2 separate regions of the Bos taurus genome follow, and region 1 is linked to region 2. A link is a contact called in public Hi-C data. All regions are on one chromosome and are shown on one strand. The core of a region is the stretch at or near the end of the contact, and the rest is flanking DNA. Distances in the headings are between cores, read along the strand shown. Region 1 holds the start of ZBTB8OS (zinc finger and BTB domain containing 8 opposite strand). Region 2 holds the start of S100PBP (S100P binding protein).

Region 1 (6,757 bases), core at 2,809-5,308, 140 kb after region 2:
ATCAGGTAAGCTAATGTCTCAAAATGAGATAAAACCCAGAAGAGGGGGACAAGAGCTTTGAAAGACAGTATTCCAAGGGAGGTAAGCAAAGATGAAGGTTACAACACTATGAAGTAATATTCTAATTTAAAGATGGTTTGCGAAAACAGACTTCCTTGGTGGCTCAGACAGTTAAGAATCTGCCTGCAATGCAGGAGACCTGGGTTCAATCACTGAGTCAGGAAGATCAACTGGAGAAGGGAATGGCTACCCACTCCAGTATTCTTGCCTGGAGAATTCCATGGACAGAGGAGTCTGGCAGGCCACAGCCCATGGGGTGGCCTAAGATTAACTAAGTAACAGAACTAGGACTGAATCTAAATGACTTTGAATGTGGGAAAACAGTGGGAGAGAAGGTCAAAAGGCAGATTGAAATCAGACCCTAGGGCACTGAATGGTTGCTTAACATATGAACTCTCTACTAAAAGGAACAAAGAACCATGGAAAATTTATAAGGGATGTACCATAATTTGAGTTATGTCAGAAGGATTAATTCAGTGTAAAGCATAAAGCAGCGATTCTTCAAGTGTGGTATGGGGAACAAAAGCATCAACATTATCTGTGAACTCCCACATGCAAATTCTCAAATCCACTATAGACATACTCAATGAGAAACTTAGGGGGGGTGATTTGTAGTGCTTAACAGTCTGTTCTGGGAATTCCCCGGTGGTCCAGTGGCTAAGACTCTGTGCTCCTGATGCAGGGGGGCTGGGTTCCATCCCTGGTCAGGGAACTAGTTCCCACGTACCACAACTAAGACTCTATGCAGCCAAATAAATAAATATTTAAAAAAAAAGAAAAAAACCAGTCTGTTCTACAGGGAATTTCCTGGCAGTCCAGTGGTTAGGACTCAATGCTTTCTTAATTCCTCGTTGGTGATCTAAGATTCTGCAGCTTCAGGGCATGGCCAGTGTAAAAAGAAAAAAAAAGTTTTCCGATTCCTTCAGCTGATTATGATGCCTGTTAAAAGTTTGAGAACCCCAGTCTAGATGGGAAAGATGCTACACAAGAATTCATCAGGGCTTATAAACAGACTGCCAAGTCAAGAAAGGGCTGAGGGGAGGGGAGGGGGGGAACAGATCTAAGAAATGTCAAACCAAAGTCAACTATGATAAGGAGAAATAGAAACAATAGAAGAAAGCTGGGTTGGTATCGCCATAGAAAAAATACACTTAGTTTGGACCACATCATGTAGGGAAAGCTAATAAGATACTCTAGAGAAGACACCAATAATAACAGGCAGCTGGAAATTCAGGTAGAGCTCAGAAGCTGGGTGTAAAGATAACCAGCAGAAATTCCTCTGCACACTTTCAGATATCCTATGTGCAAAAAGAAGAGGAAATATAAGAGGGCTGCCAACATAAAGTTGGGGATACTTGTATTTACAAAGTTAAACAACTAAAGGAAGTGCGGGAGTGAAGAAGAGTATTATAAAACTACAACCGTATCATTCTTTCTAAGAAACAGAATATAAATAAACACCAAAACACACAGACACACATTAAACAGACATTAGGGAGAGTTGTTGTAAGTAATCCCATCCTAAAAAAATAAATAACACTGTTATACAAGTACAATACCAAAATAAAGGAAGGGTATTTGGACCAAAGTCTAATCCTGCAGAAAGGCTTATTCATCTACATCTGTAAAGAAGAAAGCTACTAAGAACACAGATTTCAGCCTTGGGTTATTCAGTCTTAAGTCAAAGTGAAGTCGCTCAGTCGTGTCCAACTTTTTGCAACCCCATGGACTGTAGCCTACCAGGCTCCTCCCTCCATGAGATTCTCCATGGCAAGAGTACTGGAGAGGGTTGCCATTTCTTTCTCCAGGGGATCTTCCCAGACCCAGGGATCGAACCCGGGTCTCCTGCATTCCAAGCAGACGCTTTAACCTCTGAGCCATAGCAAGTGCTTGTGTTTTCCAAACCTAGTTAATCACATTACATGGAAAGCTTTTCCAGAATGATTTAGTAAGGACGGGGTGGCCAATATTTGGGATCCTTTGGTCCAATACAATTTACCACCTGACTATAGTAAATCTAGAATTACTGCTCAAACTATTTTTAAGTATCCTGCCACAAGTTCCTAAGTGGTCTGAACTACTGACAACTAACAGAAACAACTCCTCTTACCCTGAATTCAAATAATTCTGATAATCAACTGAATATGGGAACTCCTAATTAACATACTTAGGACAAGGAGGGAGGTTTAAAAGGGAGGGGACATAAGTATACTTATTGCTACTTCATCTAATGTATGGCAGAAACTAATATAATACTGTAAAGCAATTATCCTCCAATTAAAAATAAATTAATTAAAAAAAAAATCCTTAGGACAGATCCCCCCCTTTTAAATGCCAACCGGAGGATAGTAGGCTCATATTGTTATTAATAATATTTGCATAAATTGTCAGTTAGTTTTTGAGCAAAAACATAGTCAAATAACCACAATTCACAAATATCCTGACTTCTAAAAGTCCTGAATTTTGAAGAAACGTACTTACTCAGTACACATGTAATTTTTAAAGATTGTTCTGAGTGGCAGGTTATCATGTCACAATCATCTCTGCATTAACCAGATAGTATAAACGACTGTGAGATTCAAAATTTTTTTTGTTGAAAGAACTGCATTTACCATAATCACTTTTTGAAAGCTGACAAATTTTACATTATTGTTTGGTCAACTACAGTTATAATACGCCTATTCAATTCAGTTATCAGAAAAAGAAGACATCAACATGTTTTCTCTTATCAAGTAAACTGCAAAGTAGTTTCACATTTTGTCTTTTTTGGCCTAGAAAAAAAATGTCCCCAATAGGTTCTGATCACGTGTCCGCTCCGGGTGACTGGAGAGAGGAAAACAGGGATAATCAATGTGAGAAATCTACACTGAGAACACAACAAAATAACATTCAACGGATTCTTATCACCTGGTTACATCTGGAAGCCACTGTGCAGTTAGGCTAGGCCACTCCAGAGCATGGGTCATCACCAAATCGTAAAGAAAAGGGGTGTTCTTTTTCCATATTTTGTATTCTTCGTTGATCACACGTTCCTCTACTGCGTCATCAAAGGCTGCTAAAAAATAAAAAACAAATTAAGTTAGCGACCACAAATGGAAACCGAGTAAACACTTCCAAAGCCACCGGCACTCCTAAATCCCGATTCTGAAATGGAGATCTGTCTAAATCTCCCCGAGGCACAGCCACCAACGCCGCTCTCCGGCCTCGCGGGGCTTTAACTGCTGGGCTCATCGCTGCCAAATGCCGTTAACCGCTCGGGCGACGGCGTCGGGAGGAGCACAGAACCGGCCTGGAGGCCGGAGTACCGGCCCTTGCGGGTAGTAAGCACTGCAGGGAGAACCCGGAGAGAGGCGAGCAGACCGACAGGGCGTGCGGAAAAGGACCAAACACCCGCCGGGGACCCAAATGCCTGCCTCAAGCCGCTGCGCCGGGGCCTCAGCTCTGGAGGAGCTGGAGCGCCGTTAACCCGCCCCGCGGAGCGATTCTCCTCACGCCTGCGATGGCGGGGACGACACTCAGCTGAGTCTGGCCTGTCCTCACTGTTAGGCCGTTTCGAGGCCGCTACGCAACCCCGGCACCCCCCACTCTCCTGGGGCCGCCCCGGAACCCTCACCTTCCTTGTCGGCCATGGCGGGTAGGCAAGCCGGCGGGGATCCCGGGGTTGAGCGTTGCGGGAGGGGCGGGGAGCCTGCGGGCGCTCGCTCTGCGCGCGCGGCCTCTATTGTTTCCTGCTGCCCCTGCGTGAGGGATGACTCGCGCACCTTCGCGCCAACACCGGCCAATCGGAGTGCGCCGAGCGGCGAAGTGGGCGGGGAAGTCGCATTCGTAACCTATCCAGACGCGTAGAGTCTCTTGCCGCGGGGCCGAGGCGCGCGCTCCGCCCCTGCCCCCACACGGACCCCAGCTGACTTCCTTCGCTTGCGCGCGCGCGGGTTGGTGAGAGTGAGCCGCCCGAGGTCACGTGAGCGGTTTAGGCCGCAAGCTCCGGGGGGGCAGCCATTTTCTTGAAGAGCGTTCAGCTAGCTACCCCTTGAAAGTAGGGCTTTGAATGAGAAATCTAGGATGTTTTCGGGTCTAGTTGGCCACGCTAGGGGTAAACTGGCAAGAAAGGCCTTTATCACACCTCGAGGTATCTTAATTCAAGTGTTGTCCTATTCCTAGATCCTCCAATATATTTGTTCCCTTACTTCTTAGGACTATTGATGAAGCACGTCCAGAAAATGGGTCCTTGGACTTTTAAAGAACTCCAAACGGCGAGACCTAGAACGGAAGTCGTAAGGGATTAAGGTTTAGGGGATTAAGTCCTCGAGGACGGCGTCCTAGCCCTTTAAGGGTGTCAGTCTAGGGGCGGAGTCTTGGGCGGATGTTGTAAGTCCGGGCTGAAGTCCGGCTGATGAAGGGCGGAAGTTGAGCTTGGGTCCAAACCCGCAATCATGGCGCTGGAAGGGGAAGATGTAAGAGATTACAATTTGACTGAGGAGCAGAAGGCGATCAAGGCCAAGTATCCTCCAGTCAGTCGGAAGTACGAGTGTGAGTAGGTGGCTCACTTCTCTCCTTGCGGGAGGGCTCTGGCTCCCTCTTCCACTTTGCGCCTTAGGGTGGTTCAGGCATTACCCCGTTTCGCCCTGTGTGAATGCTCTTCTGAACTAATCCCGGGAAAGCTGAAACGCTGAAGAATAAAAACGCCTGGTCTGAGAGTCGGGAAACCTGGGCTCCCACATATATAATATCTTGAACTCTCCTTGTATATGCCTAGTCACATTTATCTTATGGGAATTTTTGTTGTTTAGTTGCTAAGTCCTGTCAAATTCTGCTACCTCAAGGACTGCTGCTGTCCAGAGCTCCCTTCCCCCCTCCCCCCATCTCCTGGAATTTGTTCAAATTTATGTCCATTCAGTCGGTGATGCTATGGAACAATCTAATCCTTTGCCCCCACCCCCCGATTTCCTTTTGCCTTCAATTTTCCCATCATCAGTGAAAGTCGCTAAGTCGTGTCGGACTGTTTGTAACCCCATGGATTATACAGTCCATGAAGTTCTCCTGGCCAGAATACTGGAGTGGGTAGCCTTTCACTTCTCCAGGAAATCTTCAGAACCCAAGGATGGAACCCAGGTCTCCCTCAATGCAGCTTTACCAGCTGAACCAGCAGGAAGCATCAGGGTGGTTTCCAGTGAGTTGGCTGTTTGCACCAAGTGGCCAAAGTATTGGAACTTCAGCTTCAACTATAGTCCTTCCAATGAATATTCAGGGTTAATGTCGTTTAGAATTGACTGGTTTGATCTCCTTGCAGGCCAAGGGACTCCCAAGACCTTCTCCAGCACCACAATTCAAAAGCATCAATTCTCCTGCGCTCAGCCTTTATGGTCCAGCACTCACATCCGTCCGTGTGTGTCCATAGTCGCTCAGTCTTGTCGACCCTTTAAAACCCCATGGACTGTAGTACACCACGTTCCTCTGTCCATGGGGATTCTCCAGGCAAGAGTTCTGGAGTGGGTTGCCATGCCCTCCTCCAGGGGATCTTCCCATCCCAGATCGAACCCAGGTCTCCCACATTGCAGGCAGGTTCTGAGCCACCAGGGAAGCCCCACATCCATAAAAGACTGCTGGAGAAACTATAGCTTTGTCTACACAGACCTTTGAGGGAGTTTTACTGGTGTGTTCATTGTGAAGATAGCTGTGTTTTCAAGTGTTTCATGTAACCACCCCCATCCCCACCTATCTTCAACAATCCTGTAGTTAGAATGTGGCTAGGGTGGAGGACTCAGAAAGTTATAAGTAGAGGACTACTAATGTCTTACTTGTATCCTGTGTTAGTAAAAGGACCTGGTTTTGCCATTTGTAGCTTAGTGACTTTAGGCAAATCACATAACCTCTTTTTGCATTCTGTTCCTTCCTGTGAGGGCAAAATGAGATAATAATAAATGTAAAAATATAGTGCAGACTCTAAAGTTAGTCTATATAAATGTTAAATTGTTAGCCCTAAAGGTGGATGTGGTTTGGAGAGCACAGATTTGGCTCTTATTTCCCCTCTGAAGTTCTTTAATTTCACATTGTTCTCTGTATGCTGCTGTTTAGTTGCTAAGTCCTGTCTAACTCTTTGTGACCCCATGGACTATAGCCCACCAGGCTTCTTTGTCCATGGGTTTCCCAAGGAAAAATACTGGAGTGGGTTGATATTTCCTTCTCCAGGGGATCTTCCCAGCCCGGGTCTGGGAAAACCGGCTCCTGCTTGGCAGGCAGATTCTCTTATCACTGAGCCACCTGGGAAGGTCCTCTGTGTAGAGTACAACTATTTATCATAGCATACTAGGCTCTGTACTTTCTAGATCCTGTGTGTCTCCGTAGCTCATTTTTCTGTTCAGTCAATTCAGTTACTCACTCAGTTCCAACTCTGCGGCCTCATGGACTGCAGCACACCAGGTTTCCTTGTCCATCACCAACTCCCAGAACTTGCTCAAACTCGTCAATCGAGTTGGTAATGCCATCCAACCATCTCATCCTCTGTCCCCTTCTCCTCCTGCCTTCAATCTTTCCTAGCATCAGGGTCTTTTCAAATGACTCAATTCTTCACATCAGGTAGTCGAGTTTCAGCTTCAGCTCAGCCCTTCCAATGAACATTTAGGACTGATTTCCTTTAGGATGGACTGGTTGGATCTCCTTGCAGTCCAAGGGACTCTCAAGAGTCTTCTCCAACACC
Region 2 (6,571 bases), core at 1,291-3,790:
GCCCCATCCACTTTCCCCTTTACCAGATTATTTTGAAGCAAATCCCAGGCATCACATCATTTCATCTGTAAATAACAAAAATTCCTTATCATAAAATATCCAGTTCATATTTCCAGCTATTTTTAAAATGTCAAATTAAAAAAAAAAACAAAAACAGTATCCAAGTAAGGTCCATACATTAAAGTCAGCTGATAAATCTTGTATTTTAATCTACAGATTCCCATCTTTTTTTTCTAGCAATTTGCTAAAGAAACAATAACGTAAACTGTGTATGGATACAAACATGGATATATTATAAAATTATAAAAACATGCCATTTCAAGATAGTGATTACTTCTGGTGGTGAGGAGGGAAGAGGAATGGTAAGGGGGCGTGAGTAGCTTCAATTCTTTTTGTAATGTTTTATTTCTTTAAAAATCACTAACAGGAAAAGACCTAAAACAATAAAGCTGAGTGGGGGTTTAATAGTACTCATTATTATGTTATATGGTGTAACTGTAACTTTTATATGCTTGAAATATTTACTAATAAAACCATTTTAAAATTAAGAAGCCAGTGGGGAAACAATGATTACATTTTGAAGTTTCAAATGTCCTCTCAAGTAAAATAGGGACCATCATAGTACCTACCTCATAAGGTTGTTGTAAGAATTATAAATGAGATTATGAATACAAAAGCACTTAGCATACTACAGGCACAATGTAAAAGATAATAAAGTGAAGTTCCACAAAGACGGCCTTAGTATTTGCCTGTCTGCCATTCTACCATCACCTGCCTTTCCTGGCACTTGCTTTGTAGTAATCTTAAATACGAAGATCCTGGGACTTCCTTAGCAATCCAGTGGTTAAGACTCCATGCTCCCAAAGCAGGGGGCTCGGGGTTCAAACCCTGGTTAGGAAACTAAGATCCCACATGCCACCACCAAAAAAAAAAAATTTTAATAAAATATGAAAATCGTATTTTTAAAGGAAAAATATATTTCCCATCTCCCGTTTCTCTCTTAATTCTCTGTGACCCTATTCTGTCCTTCCATGTCTCTCTCATCTGTCCACCCCCTTCTTCACACTTCAGTTTACCACCCCCTCGCTCTGTTCTCTAACCTGGTTGCAACCTCAGAAACTAGCTCCCTTTCTATTTTTATCGTACCTAAGAAAACCTATTGCCTTAAAACACAAAGCCTTATATTATTCAGGCCACTAAAACTGCAACACCAAACACAACCTCATACCCCTTTCAAGGCTCTAAAACCATTACCAAGCTGGATCTGACAGGTTTGGCCAAGGGCAAGGATTATTTCCAAAAGACCCATTGATCTTTGAGCTTTGATTTCCAACCTTTCCTATGTGCAATACGTGTGAGACATACAGCATTAAAGACACTCGGTAGCCTTTATCACTCCATGAAACGGGCATAAAGTTTAAGCGAAATTAAACTGAACTGCAATTATCTGTAAGAATTCTGCAGACACTGCAGGAAAGAAAAACAACTCGGGCTGCAAATCTCTGCTTTAGGTAACGGCTCACTTAGATAAGGGTGCCAGGACTTTCCTCCCACAGAAACCAAATACTACTCAGCCGGAGCAACAGGTTTCTTTTTAAAAAGAAAATGTTTTTTAAATGATTTAGACAGGATTGCTAAAGCTTGAAGCCTCTAACAAACCCATCAAACTGGAAATTAGGTTGGGGCAGCAGATGGGCAATTCAATTACTTCCTCTCCCGAGCCCACCAGGCGGTGCCAAGTGCCCGCTCTCCTGCCCTGGAAGGAACTGGTGGCACCTCCGATCCTCGAGTGCTTGATCGCAGTTCGCCCAACGCAGGATACGGCTTGGCCGCCCCCAGCTCTTCCTAAGAAGCTCTATAGGCGCCGTACTGCACTGCCCTGCGGGCAGGGCCTTCGCACTCCCCTCCTCCCCCAAAGACCAAGAATTCCCGCCTCTCCACGGAAGGCGGGAGCAGCTCGGGGCTTGCTTCCCATTCCCCCAGCAGGAGCCAAAGCAGCCCCTCAGCAGAGCGGCGCGGTACACCCTCATCCTGCGGATGGCTGCCCGTCCCACACCTCCACTCTCCCCTGGGGCGGGCCACCCTCTCTCCGCTGCCTACCCGCCCGCAAGGCGCGGCCGGAAAGACAGCAATTTTTTGCCTAGCAACACCCTCCCCGCCTCGGGGCAGGGGACAGAGGCAACCCCCACCGCCACCTCCCCACCCCCACCGGGCACAGAAAACGGACGTCGTTCGCCCCTCTCGGGTAACCAGACGGCACCCTTTGCCTGGGCAGGGTGAGGGGCATCTACCGTCCGCCGACGTGAATGGGGGGGGGCACAGACACTCCCCCCTCCCGCCGCCATCACCTCAGAAACGAAAACGAGCCCTTCTCCCAGCAGGGTGAAGGCCTCAACCCCTCAACGGGGCGGACGGCATGCGCGGCCCTCTGGAGATGCAACAGGCGCCCCCCTCCCCCTCCCAGCCGAGGCTCGCCGACCACCGCTCCTCCCTCAGCTGTTCACCTCCGGAAGCCGGGCCAAAGCCTAGGCGAACGACTGCGCATCACTCCGCCCCCTGCGCCATCTTATCGCCCCCTCCCCGACCTCCCCCACCCCGAGGGTGCCGGGCCAGCGCCAGGGGGAGGGCAAACAGGCAATGATTGGCAGGAAACCGCCCCGCCTCTCAGAGGGTTGCGCCCGGCGCAGGCGCCGAAACCCCGCCCTCCACACCGCCTACCCCCGCCTACGGGCTCCATCCCTTTTCGTTTCATCGACCCGCTCGACACTTGGCTGTTACTGGCTACTGGTAGGAGGAGAAGGGTGCAGGCGGATCAAGCCGAGCGACGAGTTGAGCTGATGCAACCTAACCTGGACCCGCGTGACAGTTTCCGGCACGCGGCAGCGGCGGCGGCTGCGACCGAGAAAGGGGCCTGGGTGCCGGGCTAACCGCTGGAGACTGCAGCGACAGAGCCATGGGGGACTCTCTGAGCCCTGAAGAGAAGCTAAGCCTTATCACCCGGAACCTGCAGGTCGGGCTTCGGGGTTGAAAGTGCGCGGTTGGGGGACTGGGGGCCGGAGGTCCAAGTGATCCTTAGCACCTCTTACGGGGTCCTAAGTAAGAGGTGGGGACCCGGGATTCCGCGCCGAGGCAGCTCGGAGAGAGATTGCAGTCCCTGCTGCCGGTCGGTCAGTCAATCCATCACTACAGAAATCACAGTAGTCACACCTCCTGAGTGCCATTACTTGTGTTGAGCCAGGCTTTGAATCCACGCCACCCACCCTATTATGTGCCAGGCGCGGTGCTAAGGTGCTGGGGGGTACGTCAGGACCCTACCCTCCCAGAGCATGTCTGGAGGAAATCAGACGTTTGCAAGGACCCAGGATCCAGACATTTAATTAAGTCGAAACTAGTGCTGAAAGGTGCTTTACGCGGAGATCTTTATTAAAAGGAAGTTAGGAGGAAGGCTGCGGAGAGTGTTCAGGGAAGGCTGAGAAATAACCTCTAAACTGCCCTGAGGGATACGGATCACCTCTTCACTTTACCTATGTTTTGCTGGTTCCAGAAACTGCAGTAGTAAAAGTTAACCAGGATAATGGGGGTTAAAAACGCATCAGGTAGAATAGAGGGAACCCAGGTCAAGAGCCAGAGGGGAGAAAGAACTCTGTGGTTCTGAGAGAAGGCTAAGTTGGAGTAAAGGAAGCAAAGTGCAGATCAAGCACTTAGAAAATATTTACATTGCTCATTCTCTTGACTCTCTCAGGCCTCTGTTGTCACATCATCTGTGGCCTTTATTTAAATAACAAACCCCTGCCACCAAAACTGCCTTATCCCTTGCTGCTGCTGCTGCTAAGTCGCTTCAGTCGTATCCGACTCTGTGCGACCCCATAGACGGCAGCCCACCAGGCTCTCTGTCCCTGGGATTCTCCAGGCAAGAACACTGGAGTGGGTTGCCATTTCCTTCTCCAGTGCATGAAAGTGAAAAGTGAAAGTGAAGTTGCTCAGTCGTGTCTGACTCCTAGTGACCTCATGGACTGCAGCCTACCAGGCCCCTCCGTCCATGGGATTTTCCAGGCAAGAGTACTGGAGTGGGTTGCCATTGCCTTCTCCAACTTTATTGTCTAGATATTTACTCTACCTTTTTTTGTTATTTCTCCATAGAACTGATTACAATCTGACAATATGGTACATTTTTCTAGTTTGTTTAGGAGGAGCAGGCAAAGACCAGGTCATGAGGGTGGTGTTGGCGATGTTTGACAGTGGGGTTTATTCTGAAGGCAGTTTTTCTCTTTTTATAAGATACAATTCACATACCATAAAATCCACCCTTTTAAAGTGTGTGGGTCAGTGAGTTTTGATGTAGTCACATGGTGTTCAATTACCATCATTATTTAATTCCAGAGCATTTTCTTCATCAAAAATAGCCTGTACTTATTACTAATCACTGTTCAGTCTTCGCCTCTCCCCAGTCCTATGGAACCACTGATCTGCTTTCTGTCTCTAATTTGCCTATTCTAGGCATTTCATATAAATGGAATCACAGTATGTGGACTTTTATGTCTAGCTTCTTTCACTAGGCTTAATGTTTCCATGTTTCATCCATGTTGTTACACTTACCAGAACTCTGTTCCTTATTACAGCTGAATAATATCCCATTATATATTGGATTCCTGGATCGGAAAGATCCCCTGGAGAAGGGTATGGCAACCCACTCCAGTATTCTTGCCTGGAGAATTCCATGGACAGAGGTGCCTGGCAAGCTACAGTCCATGGGGTCACAAAGAGTTGGACACAATTGAGCAACTAATACTACTTTTATATGAATATACTACATTTTATTTCTCCGTTTGTCAGTTTATGGACCTTTGAGTTATTTTCACTCATAACTTGATCTTTTTTTTTTGTCCACACCACACAGCATGTGGGATTTTTTTCCAACCAGATATTGAACCCACGTCCCTTGCAGTGGAAGCACGGGGTCTTAACCACTGAACCAGAGAAGTCCCATTCTCATAACTTCATCTTAACCAGAGATTCTTGCATGCTTCACCTTAGCCAGATTCTTTGTTTCCTAGCCTCTCTCCATAAGGAGAGGTTAGGGAGAAACAACACACAAAGCTAGTAGCATTGATTTACTCAGGTTTTAAAGATTAAGTGATACGACCTTTTTTGAGTAGTAAAAACTCCAAGTGTCTGCATAGTCAGGGGCTTGAAGGATGCAGGATCAGCCTCGCAACTGGCTTGGAACATACGATTTTAACAAGTCCTGCTAATAGATATTAAACCAGCAAAACAATTTTTGTCTTTCATGACTTCCAATAGTTTCCCCAAACCATCACCTGAAGAAACACTAAAATCTCTTGTCACAGCATACTAGCCTATTGGGCTTCCCTGGTGGCTCAGCAGTGAAGAATCTGCCTGCAATGCAGGAGACCTGGGTTCAGTCCCTGGGTTGGGAATATCCCCTGGAGAAGGGAAAGGCTAACCACTCCAGTATTCCGGCCTGGAGAATTCCATGGACTGTATAGTCCATGGGGTCTCAAAGAGTCGGACACGACTGAGCGAACTTTCACTTTCAGTAGCCTATTAGGATTTTTCTAATATTGTCTTAGGGCAAAGGAAATTATTAAATAAACCATTTAAATAGGCAAATGAGTTAATCGAATTTTGTTCTGAAGACCTCTCTGGCTTCCTTTTGCGGTGTGGATTGAAGAAAACGAATAGATTTGGGGGACCTGTTAAGCTATTACAGTTACCTTGGTGTGATCTAATGATGGCCAAGACTTCATTGGTTGTGTAAAGGTGGAAAGAAGTAGGAGGACTTAAGAGCTGTTTGAGAGTAACTTTTGCAACTCAGTACCATTTACTGCACTAGGGGTGAAACTGTAAGTCAAAAAGATGCCTGGGGAGTGAAGGAGAAAGGTGAAAGCGTGAGTTTAATTTTGAACATGTGATTGAATTAACTGGGTTGATAACAAGTACATGTTCTATATAGGTGTGAGCAGAAGATTTGGTAGTTACTGGGGAGACCTGGGTTCAATCCCTGAGTTGGGAAGATTCCCCTGGAGGAGGGCATGGCAACCCATTCCAGTATTCTTGCCTGGAGAATCCCCATGGACAGAGGAGCTTGGCGGGCTACAGTCCATGGGGTCGCGAAGACTCGGACACTGAGCAACTAAGCACAGCACACAGCACAGCTCATAAGTAGTAATTGAAGCAACTGAAGAGGATCAGTTACGGAGAATGTAGAGTAAAAAGAGATAGGCCCCAAGGATTGCTAACATTTAAATAATGAGGAAGACAAATAGCTGCAAAGAAATCTGAAAGACAGAAGCCAGAGAAGTAGGAGGAAAACTAAGAGTAAAATAGAGGAAACCCAAAGAGATTTCCATGAAGTGAGGACTAAAAAGTATTCATTCAATTTAGCAACTTGGAGGCCATCTATGATCTTACCAAGAGCATTTTCAGTTGTGTGATGCTGTGTGGAATTCAGACTGGAATGGGAGATAAGGAATGGAGAGCAGAAGAGACACCTTTCAAGAAACTGGCTGTGAAAGGAAGGAGCATGAGCTGAAGGTAGTTGGAGGGGAAG

What was found. Hi-C and Micro-C count contacts between places; a contact is called where the count stands out from the background.
Region 1: a Hi-C map of skeletal muscle shows a contact between it and region 2, with 2.9 times the contacts expected there. The contact joins the promoter of ZBTB8OS here to the promoter of S100PBP in region 2. A contact is called at or near these places in 2 of 11 Hi-C or Micro-C datasets (skeletal muscle and an unstated tissue).

Annotation. Positions count from the first base shown.
Region 1 is chr2:120,982,518-120,989,274 of ARS-UCD2.0, forward strand. It overlaps ZBTB8OS (zinc finger and BTB domain containing 8 opposite strand), which reads left to right and starts at 4,059. Exons shown (of 8, transcript NM_001076288.2): 1 at 4,059-4,590. The coding sequence starts at 4,494. It overlaps RBBP4 (RB binding protein 4, chromatin remodeling factor), which reads right to left and starts at 3,700. Exons shown (of 12, transcript NM_001077013.2): 1 at 3,674-3,700; 2 at 2,968-3,115. The coding sequence starts at 3,689.
Region 2 is chr2:120,846,291-120,852,861 of ARS-UCD2.0, forward strand. It overlaps S100PBP (S100P binding protein), which reads right to left and starts at 2,541. Exons shown (of 8, transcript NM_001034687.2): 1 at 2,505-2,541; 2 at 24-65. YARS1 (tyrosyl-tRNA synthetase 1) reads left to right here and starts at 2,886. Exons shown (of 13, transcript NM_174220.2): 1 at 2,886-3,010. The coding sequence starts at 2,954.